Linked DNA regions of Sus scrofa: region 2 is linked to region 1. The links are chromatin contacts, called in public HiChIP or PLAC-seq maps. All regions are on one chromosome and are shown on one strand. The core of a region is the stretch at or near the end of the contact, and the rest is flanking DNA. Distances in the headings are between cores, read along the strand shown.

Region 1 (6,023 bases), core at 2,039-4,538:
GCACAGTGGAAACAAGCCCAACTGATCTCCATGAAGACACAGGTTCAATCCCTGGTCTTGCTCAGTGGGTTAAAGATCCTACATTGCTGCAAGCTGTGGTGTAGGTCACAGATGCAGCTTGGATCTGGTGTTGCTGTGGCTGAGGTGTAGGCCAGCAGCTATAGCCCCAATTCAAACCCTAGCCTGGGAACTTCCATATGCCTCACCTGCCGTAACAACAAAAAAGTATTGTAGTGTAACAACATTGTAGTGTAAATTTATTAAGAGAGTAGAAGCTACATTTTCTTAGCATATGTGTTTAAAAAATGGTAACTAGGAATTCCCTGGTGGCTCAGTGGGTAAAGGATCCAGTGTTGTCATTGCTGTGGCGTGGGTTTGATCCCTGACTCAGGAATTTCTGTGTGCCAAAAAAAAAAAAAAAAAAGAAAAGAGAGAGAGAGAACTAGCTGAGATGATGAATATGTTGGCTACAGTGTGTTAATCAACTCAGTATATGCATGTATTAAGTCACGTTATACACCTTAAATTTATGTGATTTTATTTATCAGTTATACCTCTCTAAAGCTGGGAAAAATTAAGCATTAAGTGCCAACTGTGCTATCACTGAGGATATAATAATAATCAAAACAGGCATGGTCTCTGCTTTCCTGCAGCTTTTTTTTTTTTTTTTTTTTTAATGAGAGAGGCAGGCATTATGCTTAAACAAAATAGAATTATAAAATTTTAAATTGTGCTAGGTTCAACAAAGGAAAATGGAAGTTTCTCTGAGGGAGCATAACAACGGATCCTGGCTTTAACTAGTGCCTAAGAGAAGACCCCTATTAGGAAATAACACTTCAACTGAGCCTTGAAAGATTTGTAGAAATTATCAAAGCAAAGGGAAGGAAGTGAAAGAAGCTTTCCTAGGAGAGGAACAGCCTGCTGAAGAGCTTGGTTGATGACCCTGAAAGCAGTTTAATAGAGTAGAGGGGGAAGGCATGAGAACTTAGATACTATGCAAAGGATTTGGTATTTTATTTCAGGAATGGTGGGATGCTGGAGTTGCATCGTGGCTCAGCAGAAACGCATCTAACTAGCATCCATGAGGATGTAGGTTCTATCCCTGTCCTCTCTCAGTGGGTTAATGATCCAGCGTTGCTATGAGCTGTGGTGTGATTGCAGACACGGCTTGAATCTGGCACGGATGTGGCTGTGGTGTAGGCCAGTGGCTACAGCTCTGATTTGACCCCTAGCCTGGGAACCTCTATATGCAGCAGATGGGGCTCTACAAGGACAAAAAAAAAAAAACTTAAAAAAATACTGAGATGCTTCTGGGCAGTTGTGGGGCCGGACAGTCATAGGGAGAAAGATCAACTTAAAATTTTAAGAAGACCACTTTGGCTACTATGAAAAATAGCTCCAAGGAGGGTTCTGCTGGCTTAAGAAGAGATCTTAGGAAAACTAGGGGTCTTATTATTAGAGGGAAAACTACTTCAGCTTTTAAAGCTGGTTTTGGAACACCAGAATGTCAATTAAGTGATGGTGAATGAGGGAAAAAATGATTAATAAATGGGTGTATCTGAAAAACCCCCTAGATCAGTGCTTCTCAAACATTAATGTACATTCAAATCACCCTGGCATTTTGTTAATGCAAGTTCTGATTCAGTAGGTCTGGAGTGGGGGCATTTCTGCAAAGCCCATGCCATTGGTCCTTGGCTCTTTGAGTAGCAAGTGGTTCAGCCATATATGTTCTAAATTCTATATTCTAATCTTCTAATATCTATCAGCCTTCTTGGTGGTCTGGACAATTGTTGTATTTGAGTATTTAAAAGTGGAGGTTTTAAGAGATGAGTAGAAAGGGATGCTAGAAAGATATGTCAAATACGGCTTTTCATCTCTTCAATAAGTATCTTATATTTAGCTTCCTATATGCCTGTCTAACCCATCTGCCTACCTCCATACATCAGGGTTCAGTTAAACTTCAGAAAGGACTATATGCAATCAAAACGATGTCCAAGATAAGTGTACGGAAATAGTAGGGGATTCTTCTAGTATCTAATGGGGTGATATGCGTCATTATTAAAGCTTACCCTGTGCCAGGATTTTATCAGCCTTACTCATTTAAAAAGATAGGACTCCAGGAACTCTTAGAGGGTAGTTTCTTGTTGGAGGATGTACAGCTCAGTTCTACCTTTTTTCACATCTGACTCTTCCTCATTATCCTAGTCATTACTACAATCCTAAATGAGAAAACTTGAGGCTCTTTATCATGGCTTCATATTTCTGATATCTTAATCATTTCAGAAAGGTCCCAGGTAGTAAATAAAGCTGGTCTTTTTTTTTTTTTTGGAGGGGAGGGGCTCGTTGATGAGGGGGTATTATCCTTATTAGAAATGAGATTTCTGGGAGTTTCCGTTGTGGCTCCGTGGTAATGAATCAAACTGATATCCATGAGGATACGGGTTTGATCCCTGGCCTTGCTCAGTGGGTTAAGGATCCAGGGTTGCTGTGAACTGTGATGTAGCTCAGATTCGACCCCTAGCCTGGGAACTTCCATATGCCACGGGTGCGGCCCTAAAAAATAAAGTAAAAAAAAAATAAAAAGAAATGCAACTTCTCTTTGTGGCGTATGGCACAACATCTTGAGAAACAGATCAAATAAAGGGAGATGTTAGAGACTGCGCTCTCTGATTGAAGTTAGGCTTCTTGGGGAAGACAGGACAGGAAAATCTCGCATTGTTCCCTGGTTCTTCAGAAATAAGAGCTAAGCGACAACGTCCAACTGAAAAAGAAACCTGAACTGTATTTTTAAATTTCATAGAGTTAAACCAAACAGATGGCAGTTGTTGTAGACTGTCTCTGCTGAGGAAGTGACCTGGAATTCTACAGTCTCATTTGGTAAGAGATAAAACTGCAAATATTAACACCTCCGACAGAAAGGCTGAATGCCTCCCTACACGCGCCTCCTTAAGGAGGTAAGTTGTGCTCAGTCCTCCAACAATGCAGATAGTACTGTGTTGTTTTCAGTTTGGTTTGAACCCTCTTTCATGGGATTCAGGCTAGGGGCGGAAGTGTTTAATAGGCCTGCGTTCAGCCTCAAGACTCGCACCAGGGCCAGCTTCATGACCTTGCAGTTAGCTTTCCAGCCAAGGTGGGCTTCCGATGTGCAGATGCGGCCAAGGAGCTCTGGCTGTAACGTCTGGAAGGGAGCCCAAGGCAAGAAGTTCCTGGCGCTAGCGCCTGTCCCGCTCAGGAGAGCCGGGCGCTAGCGCATTCCTCGTGCAGTTATTGGCTGGGACTCTGCGTGCCGCTGTCGGCCAATGAAGACGCCGGAGCCCTGGCCCCGGCCCGTCCCCTCTCGGCGCCGCGGGATGAGGCAGAGACTGAACAGCCGGCGAGCAAATCAGCGGCAGCGGGAGAGCCATGTCCGACTCGGAGCCCAGCGCCGGAGCGCTAACCCATTGAAAGTTTCTCGGCGGAAAAGCGGGGACGACCTGGACCCCGCTGAGAGGAACTGCCCTCGAGTGAGATGGTCCCGGAGGCCTGCAGGGGCGGACTGGTGAGCACCGGGAGAGTGGTGGGAGTTTTGCTTCTCCTTGGCGCTTTGCACAAGGCTTCCGCCGCCCTCATTCGCTATGAGATCCTGGAGGAGAGAGAGAAGGGTTTCGCGGTGGGCAACGTGGTGGCGGACCTTGGCTTGGATCTGGGCAGCCTGTCAGCCCGCAGGCTCCGGGTGGTGTCCGGAGCTAGTCGGAGATTCTTTGAGGTGAACCGGGAGACCGGACAGATGTTCGTGAACGACCGCCTGGATCGAGAGGAGCTCTGCGGGACGCTGCCTTCCTGCACCGTAACTCTGGAGTTGGTAGTGGAGAGCCCGCTAGAGCTGTTCAGCGCGGAAGTGGTGATCCAGGATATCAACGACAACAACCCCTCTTTTCCTACCCGGGAAATGAAATTGGAGATTAGCGAGGCTGTGGCGCCGGGCACGCGCTTTCCGCTCGAGAGCGCGCACGATCCGGACGTGGGAAGCAACTCTTTACAAACCTACGAGCTGAGCCGCAATGAGTACTTTGCGCTTCGCGTGCAGACGCGGGAAGACAGCACCAAGTACGCGGAGCTGGTGCTGGAGCGCGCCCTGGACCGGGAGCGAGAACCAGATGTCCAGCTGGTGCTGACAGCGTTGGACGGAGGAACTCCGGCTCGCTCCGCCAGCCTTCCTATTCGAATCATCGTGCTGGATGCGAATGACAATGCCCCCACCTTCAATCAGTCCTTGTACAGGGCGCGCGTCCCCGAGGATGCACCTCCTGGCACTCGCGTGGTGCAGGTCCGTGCCACGGATCTGGATGAAGGCCCCAACGGCGAAATCATTTACTCCTTCGGCAGCCACAACCGCGCTGGCGTGCGGGAACTATTCTCCTTAGACCTTGTAACCGGGATGCTGACAATCAAGGGTCGACTGGACTTCGAAGACGTGAAACTCCATGAGATTTACATACAGGCCAAAGACAAGGGCGCCAATCCCGAGGGAGCACACTGTAAAGTTTTGGTAGAGGTGGTGGATGTAAATGACAATGCCCCGGAGATCACAGTCACCTCTGTGTACAGCCCGGTCCCTGAGGATGCCCCTCTAGGAACTGTCATTGCTTTGCTCAGCGTGACCGATCTGGATGCTGGCGAGAACGGGCTGGTGACTTGTGAGGTTCCACCAGGTCTCCCTTTTAGCCTCACATCTTCCCTCAAGAATTACTTTACTTTGAAAACCAGCGCAGCCCTGGATCGGGAGACTGTGCCAGAATACAATCTCAGCATTACGGCTCGAGACGCGGGAGCCCCTTCCCTCTCAGCCCTCACGACCGTGCGCGTGCAAGTGTCGGACATCAACGACAACCCTCCCCAGTGCCCACAATCTTCCTATGATGTTTACGTGGAGGAGAATAACCTCCCTGGTGCTCCGATTCTGAACCTAAGCGTCTGGGACCCCGACGCCCCGCAGAATGCTCGCCTTTCCTTCTCTCTCTTGGAGCAAGGAGCTGAAAGTGGGCTAGTGGGTCGCTATTTCACGATAAATCGTGACAGTGGCGTAGTGTCATCCTTAGTGCCCCTGGACTATGAGGATCGGCGGGAGTTCGAATTAACAGCTCATATCAGCGATGGGGGCACTCCAGTCCTGGCCACCAACATCAGCGTGAACATATTTGTCACTGATCGCAACGACAACGCCCCCCAGGTCCTATACCCCCGGCCTGGCCAGAGCTCAGTGGAGATGCTGCCTCGAGGTACGGCTGCCGGTCATGTGGTCACGCGGGTGGTAGGCTGGGACCCGGATGCAGGACACAACGCCTGGCTCTCCTACAGCCTCTTGGGTGCCCCCAACCAGAGCCTTTTTGCTGTAGGACTTCACACAGGTCAAGTGAGCACCGCCCGCCCAGTCCAGGATACAGATTCGCCCAGGCAGACCCTCACAGTCTTGATCAAGGACAACGGGGAGCCATCGCTGTCCACCACCGCGACCCTGACTGTGTCGGTAACCGAGGAATCTCCCGAAGCCCGGGCTGAGTTCCCCTCCGGCTCAGCACCCAGGGAGCAGAATAAAAATCTCACCTTTTACCTACTTGTTGCTCTAATTTTGGTCTCTGTGGGGTTCGCAGTCACCGTATTGGGAATAATCATATTCAAAGTTTACAAGTGGAAGCAGTCCAGGGACCTGTACCGAGCCCCGGTGAGCTCCCTGTACCGAACACCAGGGCCCTCTCTGCACGCGGACGCCGTGCGGGGAGGCCTGGTGCCCCCGCACCTCTACCATCAGGTGTACCTCACCACCGACTCCCGCCGCAGCGACCCGCTGCTGAAGAAACCTGGCGCCGCCAGCCCACTGGCCAGCCGCCAGAACACGCTGCGGAGCTGCGATCCGGTATTCTATAGGCAAGTGTTGGGGGCAGAGAGCTCCCCTCCTGGACAGGTAAGGGTTAGCAGGTCATCCTGGAATGATATTAATGCTTTTTGAGTCTTGCATCACTTTCAGGAAGGTGTGGGGCCGTTTT
Region 2 (6,023 bases), core at 1,203-3,702, 41 kb after region 1:
TCAAATTGGAGCTGTAGCCACCACCACAGCCATAGCCTCGCCAGATCCAAGCCGCGCCTGCGACCTACAGCACAGCTCATGGCGATGCCGGATCCTTAACCCACTGAGTGAGGCCAGGGATCGAACCCGCATCCTCATGGACACTAGTCAGGTTCATTAACGGCTGAGCCACGAAGGGAACTCCCCAGGTTTCCTCGTTAAGCCTAGAAAGCAGGCGCACTGCGGATGGACCCGACGTGGCCTAAGGTCGGCATCGGGGAGAGAGGCTTTTGTTGGAACTGCGAACAGAACTGAACAACTGTGGCTGCCACTCTGGCTTCAGGGTCACAGTTGCCCTCAACAGCTCGACTAGCCAGAAAATGACCTCTCAGAGCTTCTTCCTCACTTGGGTACTTTCTAAGACGACTGGAAAGTAGCCACAGCAGCAGATACACCTTGGGACCGTACGGGCCCTGGGCGGGTTATTCACTCCTAGGAGGCCCGCAGCCGGTGGGGAAGAGCTTGATCCTGAGCCACTGCTCCAAGCTCTCCGAGGCCAGGTTCCTAGACGGGAGGGGTGAGGTAAGACAAAAAGCAGGCATTCACGCTAGCTGCATCAGAAAAAGGCAAACGATTCGGACGAAGCTATTCATAAAACACAGGCTCGGAACTACTGCTACTAAACCGGAAGCGCTCTTGTTAATAAGCTTCCTTAGGGAAGAGGGAACTAGGGCAGACCGGGCGCCGTTACAATCCTGAAAAACTCGTGATTGCCTGCAGCTCTCCTCAGTCTAACTCCTATCCGACTTGGACAGAGGTCGAGGGGAAATGGCACTGGCCCAGGAACCCTCCTCTCCAGACCGGTGGTCACTGGGAAACTCTGTGGACCAATCTCACCGTGTCTGGGGCTCTCGTTGCCAGAAGCTATGAAAAAGTATTTTTAGGGCCTAGACCGAGGGGCCGATGTCATCTGTTCATCATGCAGGCGGAGAGGAAGTGGCCCAGGACCTGGACTCAGAAAGGTGGCTACAGTTCTGGCGGCATCGTTAGCCAGCTCTGCAGATCTGGGGCCTGAGTCCTGGTCGCTACCACGGAGTCAGCTGCTAATCACTGGAGGTCTCCAGAGCTGGACCAAACCCTAAGCTTCTCCTCGTGTCGGGGGAGCTGAGCAGGAAGCTGGGAAGTAGCAGCAGAGGCAAAGAAAGGAAGAGAGAGAAGTTTCTTTCTTTCCTTGACTTTTATCCCCGGGAGCAGATGGCCTGTATCTAAGAAGCCATGATTCAGACATGGAGATAAAATGGAGTCATTAAACCCACGGGCTGACTCGATCATCAGCCCGAAATAGCAGCTGTCAGACAATCGCAGGGCTTCTTCCCCTGGACACTCAGGGCCTTGTTCTCCCCGCCCCGCAGGCCACAGCCGTTCACACGTCACTTTTAATGAACCCGCCCTGAGAGTCACTCTGCTCTCAGCTCCTACAACGGGGCTTTGTGCCCTGGGCACCCCCTGGGCACTTCCTCGGGGCTCCAGGGACCAGCAGATTTGCTTTTACCGTTCCTTGCCCTCTGAGGGGAGAGGCCAGGCTCTCTGCACGTGGGGACAGGTGCCCTCGGGGACGGCTTTTTGGCTCAGAAGAGCCCGCCTGCCCGCAGCAAGTCAGAGAATCAGGCCGAGGGTGGAGCAGCTGAGTGCGGCGGCCGCCGAAGGAAACCCACCGCCGCCAGGGACGGAGAGTCCCACAGGGAGGCCTTCTGCGTTCAGCCTCCCTCTTCGCTTCTCCTCTTGATCCTACTAACCGTGAACCCCCACCCCCCAAAAGCTAAAGCCGTGAAGGGCCCTGCAGGCCCTGCCAGCCCAATGCTCTCTGTCGATGTGAAGGGGCTGCCCCAGAGACCCGGGCTGGCTAGCCTGGGCAGTGCCCGTGGGGTCTGGCCTCGGGCCTTGGGCCTTCCGCCCCCCGCCAGCCCCGGGCTCTCTGCTCTCGGCCCGGATGCCCAGGGGGTCTGGGAGGCACTGCCAGGGCACCTAGAAACACCTTCCCTCGGTTTCTCCCAGATGCTGAGTGACCCCAGCGCCCAGCACGAGCAGGTACACGATGCAGGCGGCAGCTTCCTTCTCGGCTTCCCTTTGCTTCGGCAGCGCCTCATCTAGTCTCCGGGGCTCCCTGCGCTGGGAGCCAGGATGCTGACGGGCGCGGCCTCTCGGCTGAAAGGCTGAATTCGACCCACATCCCTGCTCCCTCGGCCTGTAACTCCTGGTCTCCCCTGGGGAGCAAGAGGCGAGTGGGGCCACCCAGCAGGGAGAAGCCACAGAGGGCTGGCGGCCGGCGGCCAGGAAGCAGCTGGGATCCCGGCTCGGCTCCGCCGGAAGAAGCTGGCGGGATTCCCCACCGGAGGCCCACGCGGGGCCGCTCAGCCGCGAGGCCAGAGGACGGGGGCGGGATGTGCTTTTGTTTGTCTGGAAATGCTTCCTATCAGGCCGCATGACCTTAGATGGTGCGGAGGAAACGCACACGACAGCTTCCCACTCTACGTCCCAGGTCCCGGGCCTCAATGTGCCGCCTGGGGATCTGAAGTCCCTCCTGCCCCTGTCTCTTCCTGTTCAGAGAGTCTGGATTCAAGGATGCCAGCAAATAGCCAAGAGGCCTCATCAGAGATTCTTCTGTTTAGGGAAGGTTCAGAAGTCATACAGAAGATACTTCCAGAGTTCCCTGGTGGCGCGGCAGGTTAGGGAGCTGGCGTGGCTGCCGCTGCCGTGGCTAGGGCTGGAGCCTGGCCCAGGGAGCGTTCATGGGCTGCGGGTCCTCAGAAGGGAGCTTCCCTCGGAGGGAAGCTGGGAGCAACAGTCAGGCCGCTGTTGACTGTGGCGCTCCGAGTGCTCTTCCACCTGTGGCCCAGGACGCTGAGCGTGTGTGCTCTACACCCTGGACCTTGCGCCGAAGGTACCTTTCTAGGCCGTGACAGGTACCAGCGGCCCCACAGCTATGGCTCTGTGAACAGCTAAGCACAGGCCAAGGCTAACTGCATGACTCCCCGGTACCACAGGCTTGAAGGGAAGCTCCTATCACCCAGGGCGGTGGGGAACATGGCAGCAGGCCCAGCCCCAAAGGGCCTTCTCCAGACACAGTGCTGGGGTGGCTTCGGCCATACCTTCTCTCTTGTTTCCTTTTAGGGCTGCACCGCTGGCATATGGAGGTTCGCAGGCTAGGGGTCGAATCGGAGCTGTAGCCACCGGCCTACACCATAGCCACAGCCATGCCAGATCCAAGCTGCGTGTGTGCCCTACACCACAGCACACAGCTACGCCAGATCCTTAACCCACTGAGCCAGGCCAGGGATTGAACCCACGTCCTCATGGATACTCGTCGGGTTCGTTTCCACTGAGCCACAACAGGAACTCTAGCCTTGCGGCCACAGTGTACTTTGCTCAAAGGCAGCTTATCCCCTGACCCTTCCCCATAAGAAGGCCTGGATCATCTGCCCTCCTAGCCCCGTCCTTCCTTGTAGAGGCTCTAGCTCAACACAATCCACTTCCATCCTCTCCGGTGCGGGAGAGTAAGCGGGGGCGAGAGCAGTAGCGGCAGAGCGCCCCGGAGCAGGCGGCTCTCAGACGTGGCCTGGTCCGCCGTGGAGCTGCTCCCCTGCCTCCTCGGCCAGGCCTTTGCTTGGCCGCTTTCTACGCTGCCGTGTTCTCTCTCCATCACTTTCGCTTGGGAAGGTGAGAGTCAGTAAGGACTCCTGACTCATTTTCTCCGCAGTTCCTACATCTCCCAAGGTACCGACTGGAATCTGCGTCAGCTTTTGCTCCTATCTGCCAGGGCCGACGCAAACCTCTGCGGCCCGCATCACGGTTGGCTTATTAACTGTGTTTCTGTTTCTAGAATGGCAGGAAGAAGAACAAGAATAATCCAATGTACTATCTATAGTCAGTCCTCAGGCCCTAGTTCTCCCGGTCAGTACTTCCTAACCTCGCTGGAACGGGACGAGAAAATCCACTCTAGAAACAGAGACCCCTGTAGAGAAGCTTCTAGGCCCTCGGAACATCATCACCTGCTCTTCGGCCCCGACACGCAGACCGGGAGCACAGAGGCCAGGCTGGGCTCCCCGCGCTCACTCACCCTGGCGAGGTCCTCTCTTCCGCCGGAACGCCGCGCCTGACTGCAGGGCTTCCAGAAGACTGTCCATCACACCCGTCTCATCACCCTCTGTCACGAACAAGGACAGGGAGGTAAGCTCTTTGCCCAGGAGCCTTCGTGTGTTGAGCCCCCCCAAACTGCAGGGAGGCCACTGCGTGGCTCCCCCGCCCTCAGTGTCTGGGGGCTCAGGGCAGTCAGAGGGCTTGACTTCAAGCCCCACAGCCCAGGTTTACTTGTGTCTGTTTGAAAACGGTTAAGACAGTTTTACCGGCTCCCAACCACTGCCAACCTTGGCTTGTCTTGCTGCAGTACCCCCGCCCCCCATCCGCATCAGGACCAGCCAGGAGAATGGCAGAACTGCCCAACTCTCAGATGGACAGCAACAGAGACCGGCTTAAGGAAACTGATAAGGAACCAGGTCAGTCTTTCTCCTGAAATGTTTCACTCTAATTTACATAAACCTCTCCTGGAAAGCCTGGTTCCAGTCTTAAGCACTGCCCCCAGCAGCTGCATTTTCCCCAAGTCAGCGCTCATCTAAGAAGAGTGTCTGGCTGGAATACAAAGAGTTAATGCTGAATCCTTATTCCAGCCTGGCTCCGTTTCCATGGCAACAGCTCAGGGTGGTGAAATCCGAAACTGTGAAATCCCCAGGAGCAGGCTAGGCTGCCAGCCTGGAGCGGGGCTCACTGCTCCCAGCGCCCCCTGCTGGCTGAACGTCACCAGTGCAGCTGACCTACATTCCAATCTCATGGGTTTGGCCTGGGGACAAGGACCAGGGCCGGGTCCCCGGTACTGCCCGCCCCGTGACTATGTGCAGGCTTTGTCCCACATGTCAGCTGGACTCCACCTTTCCCTGTTACATCTGAGACAATAACAGAACAAACCCTACAAGTCTGGAGAGACGGAGGAAAGGAAGGCTAACCGGCGGGGGCTCTCTGGCTCATTCACAACGGGAGTAAGGGCGGGGTAACTGCTTCCCAGAAAAGGATAAAGAAAAGACAGAAAGGCAGGCTGTTGTGCTGCTCAGGTCCCTGATCACACACCACAAGCCGCCCCAGACCCTGGGGTGAGAGGGTGAGAGCCGCCCTTGCCTCTGTGCTCAGCAGAACGCTCTGCTTCCCACCCGACCCCGCAGCCCTGAGAAGCTCTTGACTTAAGTGGCTCGTAGCCCCTCAGGCTCGAGGAGGGTGGCATCAGCTCAGGGCTGCGTGCAGTGGATGCTGGATTTCCGCTGCCCACAGGGAGCAGCCCGAGGGGGGCAGGGAGTCTGCAGCAGGAAAGAAGCAGCAACAGGAAACAGAGGGCCAGTAATTGAGGCCATATGTTTCAACAAAGACATGCCTCTGAGAGTGCAAGGGAGATTCTGCTCAAGAAAAGAGAGGGGCCAGCTTCCCTGCCCCCAAGCCAGAAGTTCAGTCGGTTTAGCATCTGACAGAGGTGTGTACAACTGTGCTGATCAGGTCCTGGAGACACAAGACTTAGTGAAATAAGCAGGAAGGGAAGGCAGGCCACTATTAAAGACAGAAGCAGGCCCAGGAAAACAGTCTGGGGACAAGGACCAAAGCTGGAATAGAAGGCATGAAAACCGGACCGGGGGACTGCTGGCCAGGCAGGAGCACAGACTACCAGTCAGAGCAATACTGGATCACTGGGGAGAGGAGACATCATGCAGGAACCAGCCCAGGAGGTGCGTGTCCTGAAGCTGGGGTTCAAGTCCAGCGTCAGGACTGGGGAGGGAGAAGGCTGCCGACGATCACGTGGCAGGAGCTGAGCTCAGACATGAGCTGTCCTCTGGCCTCTCGATTCAGACAGAGAAGCCTTCCAGATGTGCCCGCCTCAAGCCAGCGGCCCTCCGCCTTCGCGTCTCACCAGCATTCATGTCTATGAGCTGCTCTCTCTTCTGCTGCTT

The links. HiChIP or PLAC-seq counts read pairs in DNA pulled down with a chosen protein or histone mark.
Region 2: an H3K27ac HiChIP or PLAC-seq map of skeletal muscle shows a contact between it and region 1. The contact joins two enhancer-like sites. A contact is called at or near these places in 14 of 47 Hi-C or Micro-C datasets (brain, embryonic fibroblasts, fetal skeletal muscle and 8 more) and 2 of 2 datasets of contacts at active chromatin or transcription factors (alveolar macrophages and skeletal muscle).

Annotation. Positions count from the first base shown.
Region 1 is chr2:143,120,838-143,126,860 of Sscrofa11.1, forward strand. The region is part of intron 2 of LOC100736974 (protocadherin gamma-B7); the gene reads left to right. Among named protein-coding and RNA genes, the nearest start is that of DIAPH1, 150 kb to the right of the region's middle. Within about 2 kb of position 3,289, at least 70 of the 83 cell types and tissues checked have an H3K27ac peak or open chromatin away from gene starts, as enhancers often do. A contact at or near this core is called in fetal skeletal muscle, liver, retroperitoneal adipose tissue and 2 more, where this site is marked.
Region 2 is chr2:143,162,244-143,168,266 of Sscrofa11.1, forward strand. DIAPH1 (diaphanous related formin 1) reads right to left here. Exons shown (of 27, transcript NM_001258435.1): 25 at 5,984-6,023; 26 at 4,097-4,183. Among named protein-coding and RNA genes, the nearest start is that of DIAPH1, 110 kb to the right of the region's middle. Within about 2 kb of position 2,453, at least 32 of the 83 cell types and tissues checked have an H3K27ac peak or open chromatin away from gene starts, as enhancers often do. A contact at or near this core is called in fetal skeletal muscle, liver, retroperitoneal adipose tissue and 2 more, where this site is marked.